Linked DNA regions of Sus scrofa: region 1 is linked to region 2. Evidence: chromatin contacts called from public Hi-C data. All regions are on one chromosome and are shown on one strand. Each heading gives the region's core, a stretch centred on a gene start, on an enhancer-like site or on the middle of the called end of the contact. The rest is flanking DNA. Distances are from core to core; before and after follow the strand shown. Region 1 overlaps LOC100512907 (a long non-coding RNA gene). Region 2 holds the start of SOX4 (transcription factor SOX-4).

Region 1 (5,157 bases), core at 1,475-3,974, 360 kb after region 2:
TTGTGCTTTTAACAAACTTGTCAGGTGGACATACTGCATAGATATGAGCCACGGACATGAAAACATTTAAAAATATAACCCGTGACAAGTAATACTGTAAAACTGGATGGCAAGTACTCATTAATATATTCAATGCATGCTTTTTTATTTAGTTAATTCTTCCCCCGTAAATAATAGTATTTCCAGAAGTGAGCTAGCCCCTGATGTAACTTTCATACACTTTTCCTCAAATATGAAGATTTTTTTTTTTTCCACTCAGGATAGTGAATATACCCTTTTGAATTTCACCTTTTTACTGCAGATGGAAGTTCCTGATCGGATTTGCCCAAGTCTTTTTTTTGTCTCCAGGGCTTTGTGTCTGCAGTGTAGGTTGTGTGGCGAGGCTTCAGTCTCCTTGATGACTGCATTTGGAATGCCCCTCTCTTTGGCCAAGTGGCATTAATTATCCTCTTGCTCCTGGAGCACGAAGAACTGTGTGGCGGGGAAGTTTCCCCATAGGGTCCGCCGTCTCTGAGGCACCGTTTCACTGTGTGCTGTGGAATGATGGGGAGGCAGGCTCTGACACAGCTGCCTGAGGAGTCAGCCTGGAGACCTGTGTGTGGTTTCCCTAAGCGGGAGAGGGGATTTAGAGCACCTGGCGTGTGGGGGGGTGGGGGGTGCAACTTGCCAGCCTCCACTTTGTCAGCCTCCCCTCCCACCCCCTGAGCTTCTGAGCACCACCCAGCTGCAGTGCTTTTGCCTTGAAACCATTTGGAGCGGCTGGGACGGAGGCCACCCAGGGCTTCCGCGAGCAGCTGCGGCTGCCTGGCTCCTATTGGCCAGAACAGAGAGCTCCTCACTTATCTGCACTGAGCACGGGTGGCCGCGATCCCTTAGGATAATGCAATTTCTCACTGTCTGGGGGTGGAAGCTATTGTCCTCCTTTCCAGCTTGTTGTTTGAAGTCTTTTGTCAGGCTTCCGGCTTTTGCTGACTCACAACACACACACACACACACACACGCACGCACGCACACACGCACACATGCACACAAACAGAGAAACTCCTTCCCTCCCACCTCACTTCCTTAGCTCCCTCCTTCATCCTCACTTAATAGCTTTTGAAATTACTAAGATAACAACTGTCCCTCCTGCGGGGTGGGTAACAGCTTAAACAGGAAGTAGAAGGAACTGTTCGCACAGGTTCGGGACGTCTGAACGCTTTCTTCAGGGCTTGCTCTTTCCTTGTGACCTCTGCTTTTCTGTCCCTGCCTCCCCTCTGGAAGCGTTCTGGGCTGAGCCCAGAGCCTCAGTGTGGCCAGCGTGTGATTACAGAGGCATAATTCACCTTGGGGTTGGGGGGGGGGGGCTTCTGCAGATGAGTGAGTTGAAGGAGGCCGTTTTTGTTTCCCCGCTAGCAAATTGCCATCTCTAATGAACGTTTTAGGGAGGCAGTTTCTCCACCATCCCCCTGACGGTTGCCGACCTGTAATTAAAAGGAGAGAAGAACTTGATTCCCCATGTGTGCACCTGGGCCCTTTGTGGTGTCTCTTAGCAATATGCCACGAGGACCGACCGGCAGGTGATGGATTTCTAAAGCAGAAAATCAAGCTTCTTCACAATAGAAGCTTACAGTTTTAGAAATCGGGTGGTTACAAGCACTGTCATTTTGCCGACTTTGGCAGGCTGCAGGGAACCCAGTAGCCACGCTGACCGAGGTGCAAAACACAGAGAGTCAGCTTTCCTTCTTAATTACTTTTAAACCACGTTAGCTCCTTTTTAGGGTCAGAACAACAGCTCTCATGCTTCATGGTGGTGGCATTCTTGGTGCAATAAAATAATATTCTTATGTTGCCTTGGCATAAAATAGAACTTTTTGTTAATGGACGAAAAAGTGAGCAAGTGTGTAGGCAGCATCCCCGCCTGGTCGCCTCTTACTTTAGTAAATTGTACTGGTTGTGCACTTGGAACTTTTTGAATGTATTAAACTTCCTATACTGCGTGGGTCACTATTTCACAGCTAGGTAAGTCCCTTAACTGGTAAGGTGCAGCTTTCTCAATAGCATTTTAGACTAAGGTCAAGATACAAAAATAATCTCTATCTTCTATTCAGTTGTCACTAGTTCATGAAAATACTGCCAGAGGACTGGAAGACACAATTTTCTCATGTTTTATGACACAGGCTCCCCAGGGCCCCTGGGCCTAATTTGTTCTTAATAATTTTCAAAAGGGACTCAGGACTCTGTCCTTTAGCTCACCATCACTGTCTGGACTGCCTTAAAGAGAGCTGCAGTTTGATGCAGACACTGGGAGTTTCTAGGCAATGGAAAGTTCTGGAAAGTAGGTCATTTTCCCTCAGTGGTGGGTATGGTGTAAGTGTTAGGTGTTTTTGTGTGTGTGTGTGTGTGTGTGGTGTGGTGTTGGTGTTGACATCTACATATTCAGCTCCTAGTATAGAAATCAGAAGTCTTTCAGTTTCCCCCAGGCTTGTCTCCAAAGCCCATGCCTTGAATGCAGTTTGTAATAAGTAGAGGCAGCTCCTGTCTGGAAATGCTGGGCATCTCTGCTGGAGTTAGAGCTCTTGTTCCAGGCCTCAGGGCATAAAGACAGAGGGTGGTTTGCTGGCTTGCCCCGGAGCCCCTGGGCCTTTGCACACTGACGTTGGCACAGCTGCCTTTATCTGTGTGCAGAATCTTGCCTCCAGCCTTCCACAGAGTGGTGAGAGGGAGTCAGGGAGCAGTGGGAGGAGGGAGATGACTCAGCCTCTGCTAAATGTCAGGCACTGTGCTGGGTGCTGTTACCACATGTCACTGCATCAACACCATGGCCTGGAAAAGAAAGCATTTCGTAGATGAGGCAGCAAAGCACTTTGGAGCTCAGATGCTGGAAGCCATATCCCCCAGGTTTGAGTTAGAACTTTGTCACCTTCAAAGTATCCGACTACCTGCTCCCTTGGTTTCCCTGTTTGTAAGGGGGGGGGGATAATAACAGGACCCCACTCAATTGTGTTGTTGTGATAAATGCTTATAGAACTGTAAGGAAGAGCTTCTGCCAGACAGTATGGGATAAATGCTTGTGCAGGGGAATAGAAAAGCAGGTCAACAATGAGCATGCCCAGTGCACAGACTTAGCGGGTTAGGCTTTGAACTCGGATCTGCTGGTGTAAGAGAGGTGATCTTTGCTTTCGTTTCTTCCCAGTTTCATCGGAGTTGGTGTTCCGAGTCCATGCTCTTCGTTCCTCCTCACCTCACCTCATCGGGGTGGGCTTGTGGGTCTGGCTCTGGTTTTCCTATTCTCCCTGGTGGAGACATCCTACCCCTTTTCTCTTAAACAGAGGTTTAAGCTGGTCCATGCAGGCAGGCGATAAGGACTCCTTTCTCCCAAAGACTTGGGGTTGAACTGACATTTTACTTGCGTGGTCACACTTTCAGGATAGAATAAGCGATCCTTTGTTGTTCCCTCTCGCTGTTTTGTGTTCTTTTCTTCCCTCAGAAATGGAGGCGTCTTGTGGGCAGCTTCTATGTCCTGTACTTTGCATGGCTCTCACCCCGAGTGATGGACTCGGCTGAGCACCTAAGGCAGCAGCTCTTGGTATTTGAGTTGAGGAAGCAAAGAACCACATTCAGGGGCATTTTTCTGTCTCTACACATAAGATGCCACCGGAGAGCGTTTTTCCTCTTCCTGGTGGCAGGAGCAGGAATTGATAGTCTGGATTTTGAGAACTTTGACAGGTCTTTGACTTCTGGACAGTCTGCTTGGGTTTTCAGTTCTAAGCTGGGTCCCTCTGTCTTGGATCTCCAACATGGTGGAGTGGGCTTGAACCTGTGTGTCTTAATGCCAGCTTTCCTTGCTTACACTCTTAAGAAATGCTGCTAAAGATGTAGAATGTGTTTACAAAGTCTTGAAGTCTGACCACGAGGAATATAACATTTGGTCTCCAGTAAGGAAAACATGGAAGGGATTTGATTGCTTTTACCCCAGTCCCTCCTAACTCACCCCCACTGGTCCAGTTGCTTTTGTATGGAAGTTTTCACTTATGTTAAAATTTGCATAAACGGTGACTTTTTCTCTCCCCCTAAGGATGCAAGGTCGTTAAGGCAACACAACACTATTAATAGAATGTGGATGTGTGTGGTTTATTTTTGTTTTCAAAATGGAAATGTTTCTTTGGGGTTTTGGCATGCTCTTTGATATGCTGAAAGATGAGAAAACACCATTTGGGAAACTCAGCCCTTTTACCATATTAGGAAATTTCCAGTGCCTCAGATTTCACATTTAATGTTTTAATTGCCTGGTTTGGTCATTGAAAAATGTCAAGCCTCTCTCTTTCACATTTAGAGTTATCACCACCGTTTCCCCCTCTCCAGTGGTGGGCTGTTGCTGGCTTCTGCTTCCTGCCCCAGCCCTGGCATGGACTGAGTGTTTGCTCTGAGAAAGCAGTTCATCGCATGTCATTTTAAAGGAGCATCATGTTGACTTCGGATATAGTGGGCTTTCTCTTCTCTGTGATACCACACATGCAGTTGTTTGCCTGTGTTTGTAACTACCCTAAACGTGCACTTGAAATTGGGTTGCACTTTTAAAATGTTTGAGTTCCTTCGTGAATGGAGGGTACCACTCTTCCATAAAGTACAGAAGAAATCCAAGACCATGTTACCATCTTGATCTGAGGGCAGCATTGAAGAGGCAGCCGTGTACTAAAGAGAGAGAGATGGTGCTGGTGGTGAAGGGGGTGTTGGTGGGAGGAGAGTAAGAAGGGAGGAAAGAGACGAGTTAAGGTATTCCCTGGAATTTAGGCTTTCTAGGGACATCAAGATCCAGAGTAAAGGAAACATTTATTCTTCTGCCTTCTCCGGAAAAAACAATGTGGAAAGGACTTCTAAAATTCCCTTCTCGTAGATAATGACATGTGAGGGGGACAATCCTATGCATCATCTTTAGGGTCGTGCATAGTCTCAGGTTTAGAAGGGAAATGTCCTCACAGCTGGGGATTAAGGCAGCTTGGAGGGGGAACTATTTTTCACTTCCTATGCACAGCTCTCTCCAAGTGTCGTTTGTGCATAAAATGTTTATTCGGTTTTTCAATACCTAAATATACTTTTGAATTATTTTGTAATTCACACTCATTGTAGAAAACTTGGAAAATAGAGGAAACGCCTCCAAATGAAAATAAAAACACT
Region 2 (5,872 bases), core at 530-3,029:
TGCGCCTGGGGCGCAGACTCTACCACTGATTTACCTGCCAGCTTCCTCCTCCCAAACATGAGACCCGAGGTCGAGTCACAAGGGGCGTTGGTGTGCCCATGCCTTGGGACCCGGGTGCCGCGACTCCACGATTCCCTCGCCTTTACAGCACGGGAGGCGGCACCGAGGCAGGCTGGCCTCTTCGAAATCCCTGGAGAAGGGACGCTTGAAGGTTTGGGTGCAACCAATTGTCAACCTCCCTTCGTCCTATACAGCCTTTTCCTCCCCCCGCCCGCCGCGCACACGCCCTGCTCTGCCCTCTTGATCGGGCAGCTGCCGGCTCAGTGGAACCGGGGAGGGAGTGCCCAGCCGGTGTACGAATGCCGCATGCCAGCCGGAGCGTGGGTTCCAGACGCACAGCGCGCACGGAACATTTAGGCGTCCAAAGCGAAGGCGCGGGGGAAGCCAGGGGGCCGAGTGGCTGTCAGTTCCGGTCAGGGACGGAACTGGGCACCATAGCCAGGGGCCCAGCTGGCCCTGTGGAGAGGGGAAATGTAGAAGCCGAGCACCCGGGAAACCACCCCCCGGCTAGAGGCGGCCAGTTGCAACTTCAAAGGAGGGCTAGGAGCTGGCGAGGGCGCGGGGGCGTGTGTGTGTGTGTGTGTGTGTGTGTGTGTGTTCAGCTTCTTCCCCGGTCGTAAACCTAAACGGAAGACGGGTGTTAAAGTACTGCTGACAGGATCGCCTGAAACATGTTTACAGTAGGAAAGACTTTCCTCCAAAAAGCACAGCCTGAGTCGATTCCAATTTATTTCCTCCCTGTAACCATAATCGCAAGGCCAGTCTCAGCCGGCGCGGCGGAACGCGGCTGAGCACCATTAATCCCCGCCGAATCCTCTCCGAGCTCAGGGCAGGAAGAGCGCCGAGCCTGCGCCACCGAGTCGCTGCGCTCGGTCAGGCGTCTGGCTGAGACCATCTTTCCAGGAGGAGGGGTATCCGTTGCCAGTCCTTAAGTAAAGCGCGCCTCCTTTGCAGCGGCTCTCGGAGAGAGACTTCTAACTACTTGCAGCTTCAGCAAGATACGGACACGGTAATTGATAACTGCCCGGTTCACTTACTAGACCCAAACCGGAGCTAGCCTTGGCGTCTCCAGTGTCTGGGAGCTTTGACAAGTGAACAGGAGGCCAAAACTGTTCGTTGCCCCAAACTCGATTTATGATTTAAAAAAAAATCATCAAGATTCATCGACACACTCTATAACCTCTGATCATTTAAACTGCTACCTAAACACGTTGGAAGAGTGTGGGATGATAAGGGTTCGGGAGAGGTGGAAGGGGGAGAAGAAAGAAGTCTGACAGTCTCCACGTTTTCCCACGTCTCCATGCGAGTGCAGGGAGGCTCAGCGCTGCCACCTGGCGGCGGCTTCTCCCCGGATTGGGAGCCGGCTGGTGGCAGAGCAAACCCAGGCTCCCAGTGGGTGTGCCCTGCTCCTGCCTCGCGAAATGGGGCAGACAGAAGCTTGTATTTATGCTTCAAATCTCCGTGGCCCAGTGGAAACACCCGTTTTCTTCTTGTTCTCATGAGGATACTGAAAGGAAAGGAAAAATGAGTTGGCGCTGGTATGAAGTGCATACATAAACCTACCAGGTGCCAGTCACTGATTAGGAAGGGGTAGAAAATGGTAAAAAGTTATTAGAAATGCAGGGTTTTTATCTTTCAGTTCATTCTAATAGTAAAAATCATTCATGGACTTCATTTTACCCCCAGACCCTATTTTGATATTTTGCAAATAAGAATTACTTCCATACATTAATTTTCAACATGCCCCCCAACCCAAAGGAAAGTCCAGTTCTAGTACAACTTCATCAGCCCCCCCAAAATGGAGTGCAAATTACGTTTGCCTACCGGATTGAGAAGAAAAGGAGCTTTGGATGGAGGGTTCTTTGCCATAAAGTATGGAACCAAAAAGCCTGAGGCCTTTTAGTTGGCAAAGGCCAAGGACATCAAATTTCTCAGGCTTCTTCCCTATCTACTAAAGTAACAAAGACAAGTATTTCTTTTCTCTTTATTTTCTTTGAACTGAATACTTGTTAGGTCAGAACAGCGCCTACAATCATAGTTTCTATAACCAAGGCCAGGCAAAATCTTGCAAATCAGTGCAAATCCAAGAGATCTGTTAAACTAATTTCCCTTCAGATTTTTTTTCCCCTCACTATGCTATAGGAATATATTAAGCAGTGGGATACAATCTTATTTCTATCTATACCCCATACCATTTTATGGATTGATATTTTATGTTGTACAGGTGTGCGGAGCAGAATAAAAGAACTAGCAGATATTATATTACATCTCAAATAGTTTCATTATTAGTTTAATAAATGAAACAAGATTAAAAATATTTACATTAATTCAAAATTTGGAATGTATAGCATCATTGCTAATAAAAACAATTACTCTATTATTCTAAAACAGGAATTTTTTTTTGCAAAATTATCTTGGTTTACTGTTAATGTGGCTTAAAGAGTAGCATTAAGAATTACTTCATGTACTGCAAAGCCAGCAGAGGGAACACTGAGTACTGATTTAGTAGGGGCCACCAAGTATCTGGTATTTGGGGAAAAAAAAATGTCAGTAATGGAAAATTGGTTACAAAGCATGTGAAGTTAGGTAGTGAGAACACAGAAATCTTTTCTCATTACTTGCTATTCAGAGGCCTAATACATTCCAGTGTGCACATACTCAGTTGGTGAGAAAAATGACTTTAGTAAAAGGCCATTTGTCACATGTTTTGTTACATTTTAAGAGGACTACTAACACATAAGAACAAACCTATTTCAGCAGTCTGTGCATTCATGTATACCCTAAAACTCTTATAAAGTCAATGGAAATTACTAACAATGTATTTCTTTAATTCTAAGAACTTTTTCATTTTTAACTTCTCAGATGTCTTACAACCATGGGGGTATCAGTGTCATTGGCAGTTGTTCTCTCTTAAGGACATATAACAATAGTATGTCTTGAAGACATTACTTAGATTTGTTGAAATATGGGAAATACAGCTAACAATATAAATAGGCCAGTGGCTATTTTTTTTTTTTAGTACACACTTTAAAAAGATCTGTGTGCTTTAAACATAAACAAAACTACTCTGCTTTAACTTCACTTTTCCCTGATAATATTCACTGCTAGAAACATAAACAGCTTGGGAAATATAATCAATTATATTGATACTCACCTTGACTGAATTATCACAAACTAGCTACACCCTCAAATCCTTAGTTGGTACAAGTCCCCAAATAAACATGGTGTTTATTCTTTTTTTTTATTCTTGTGGAAATATTGATTTTATAAATAATAGACCTCTTAGAGTAATTTTTATGTCAGACTGATAACATGTACGGGTGTGTTGTGGTATGCATACCAAAGAAAATGAAAAGCATGATAACACACCCAATTTTGTTATATGCAAAAGAAGTGCCTGCGGGTTTTTAATTTGTTTGTTTGTTTTTAAGATTTGTTTCTCCTTCTAAAAGAAAAAGCATATAACTTGGGTAACTACTGGTCAAAAATTATTTGCTTTTACCCACAAAAACATTCTTGCATGTGGTTAATCCTTAGAGGTCCAGTCAGATGTCTCCAAAGGGTGTTCTTTCCAGTAAAATTCTACATCTGACAACCTGGGCCTCTCGCCAGCCTACATACTTTAAAAGTTTGACAAGATAAATAGAAATCTACTGCCTCGCACTAGTTTGATCTGAATAGAAAGCTGACTTAAATTATGTTAGGTTAGCCCTACCTAACCACTTAGCATTGGCTGATAGAAAAACAGTTTACTATTAAGGTGTTAAGGAAGACCAATTTTTAGTAGAATTTTAATTTTCATACCTTAGACCAAAGGTAATTTTCATGGCTAAATTAGCATGTATTCTGACTACGAAAGCACATTTTCTTTGCTGCGTTCTTCACAAGGCTCTTCATGAAGTTTCTTTTCAAATCATTAGGACAATAGGATTGCTGATGTGGTCCTTGGATAGTTCATGTTTATGATCTGTGATTATTTTTTCACATCAGTGGCCATCCTCAATTTTAGTCTCTTGAACAACATGCTTCTACTAAAGGGAGTGTCTTCACAATGTGAATTAGCCAGGGAAGGACAACAGCATTCACTGAGGGCTTACTGTACATCAAGCTCATTCAACCTTCACAAACACCCTACATAAAGTAGTTCCTACTGTTCCCACATCACAGATGAGGAAAACTGATACTTGTCACATCCCCAGGGTTACAAGACCAGTAAAAAGGACTAGCGACCAGATCTAATATAAATCACCAAATCTAATGTAAATCCAGAGGTTCCATTTTCTTCTGCAACCAGCTACCACTGCCTTCTAGTTTCTCTTTGTCTGGGTCTTTCAGTTCCATTTGATTGAAGCAGCTAATATATAGGAGAAAATATATATAAAGGAAAGGAGGAGGGTTTAGGCTGGGAGAAGGACAGAGTGGAGCAATCTTTAATTCTGAAAATGTGGAAAGCAAATACTTAGAAAGTAAAATCGATTCCTATCCTTTATCATCTTACACAAAATTCTATGTAAATTCTCCCCTTGAGTTAAGTATAGAATGCTGCCTAATGTGCTCCAGTGGAAAGCTCCTCTGTTTAGGCTATCCAGGATTTATAGCCGAATTTAAATCATTAAGTAACCATAGTTAACCCCTGTTTGGTTAAGAAAGCAAATAATTATTGCAAAAATTCTTCTTCTCTGCCTTCACAAACAGCACCCAAATTGCTCTGAAGGGATTTACACAGTACATCAACATCTGTGCTGTACCTCGAGTTGTTAAAATAACTGTGATGACAGGTGTCCAGGTACCACTTTCTTAATGGTTTTCAATATCCATTGATTTATTGTCGTGGTTTTCCTCCCCCTTCTACATCCTTGGCTTTATGAAGGAGCCGAGGAACAGATTTTGCACCAGAGGCTGATTCTTTATTCCAATACTGAAAAGAACTAATAAAAATAATCACTTGGCTTTTAAGCAGAAAGCTTCCATTTACAGTATTTCACCCTCCCCCCTTCTAAGCCCCTTGTTATCTAACATAATGGTTAGAATACATTTCCGTCTCTCCCCTTAATAATTTCATGCATTAACATCCTCTTCAAACACCACATGCTGCACACACACACATACACAGACACACACACAAACGCACACACGCAGGCACAGCAAAAGGAAAAAAGAGGCAGCAGAAATCTCAGCTGTACTTCTAGCCCTTTTAAAAAGTTTGCTCTGTAAATTGGAATGAGGTCAGATTTGGAGCTTCTCATTGCACGCGGAGATTATTATTGCATCGGGTTCCAAGCCAATAGGAAGCCCGGGGGAGGGGCTTGGCACGAGGAAGCGTTGGTTACAGCGGCTGATTGGCTGCGGCCAGGACTGGGAAAGGATAAAGAGGCGCGAGGCGGAATTGGGGTCTGCTCTAAGCTGCAGCAAGAGAAACAGTGTGTGAGGGGGAGAGGCCTGTTTCGCTCCCGGGTCTCTAGTTCTTGCACGCTCTTTAAGAGTCTGCATCGGAGGAACTGTGCCATTACCAGCTCCCTTCTTGCAGAAGGGAGGGGGAAACATACATTTATTCATGCCAGTCTGTTGCATGAAGGCTTTTTGGCTTCCTACCTTGCAACAAAATAATTGCACAAACTCCTTAGTGCCGATTCCGCCCACAGAGAGTCCTGGAGCCAGAGTCTTTTCTGCTTTGCATTGCAGGAGAGGGACTAAATGATAGAGACTATGTCGCTTTCCTGAGCTCCCGAGAGCGCTCGTGAACTGGAATCAACTGCTTCAGGGGAAGAAAAAAAAAAAAAAAAAAAATCCAGACTTGCCTGGGAGGCGGCGA

What was found. A called contact is a pair of places that touch in the nucleus more often than the background predicts.
Region 1: a contact with region 2 is called in a Hi-C map of mesenchymal stem cells, with 6 times the contacts expected there. The contact joins the enhancer-like site here to the promoter of SOX4 in region 2. A contact is called at or near these places in 3 of 47 Hi-C or Micro-C datasets (embryonic fibroblasts, fibroblasts and mesenchymal stem cells) and 1 of 2 datasets of contacts at active chromatin or transcription factors (skeletal muscle).

What each region holds. Positions count from the first base shown.
Region 1 is chr7:17,241,862-17,247,018 of Sscrofa11.1, forward strand. The region is part of intron 5 of LOC100512907 (a long non-coding RNA gene); the gene reads left to right. Among named protein-coding and RNA genes, the nearest start is that of PRL, 220 kb to the right of the region's middle. Within about 2 kb of position 2,725, at least 22 of the 83 cell types and tissues checked have an H3K27ac peak or open chromatin away from gene starts, as enhancers often do. A contact at or near this core is called in embryonic fibroblasts, where this site is marked.
Region 2 is chr7:16,885,055-16,890,926 of Sscrofa11.1, forward strand. SOX4 (transcription factor SOX-4) reads left to right here and starts at 1,780. Exons shown (of 1, transcript XM_013977467.2): 1 at 1,780-5,872.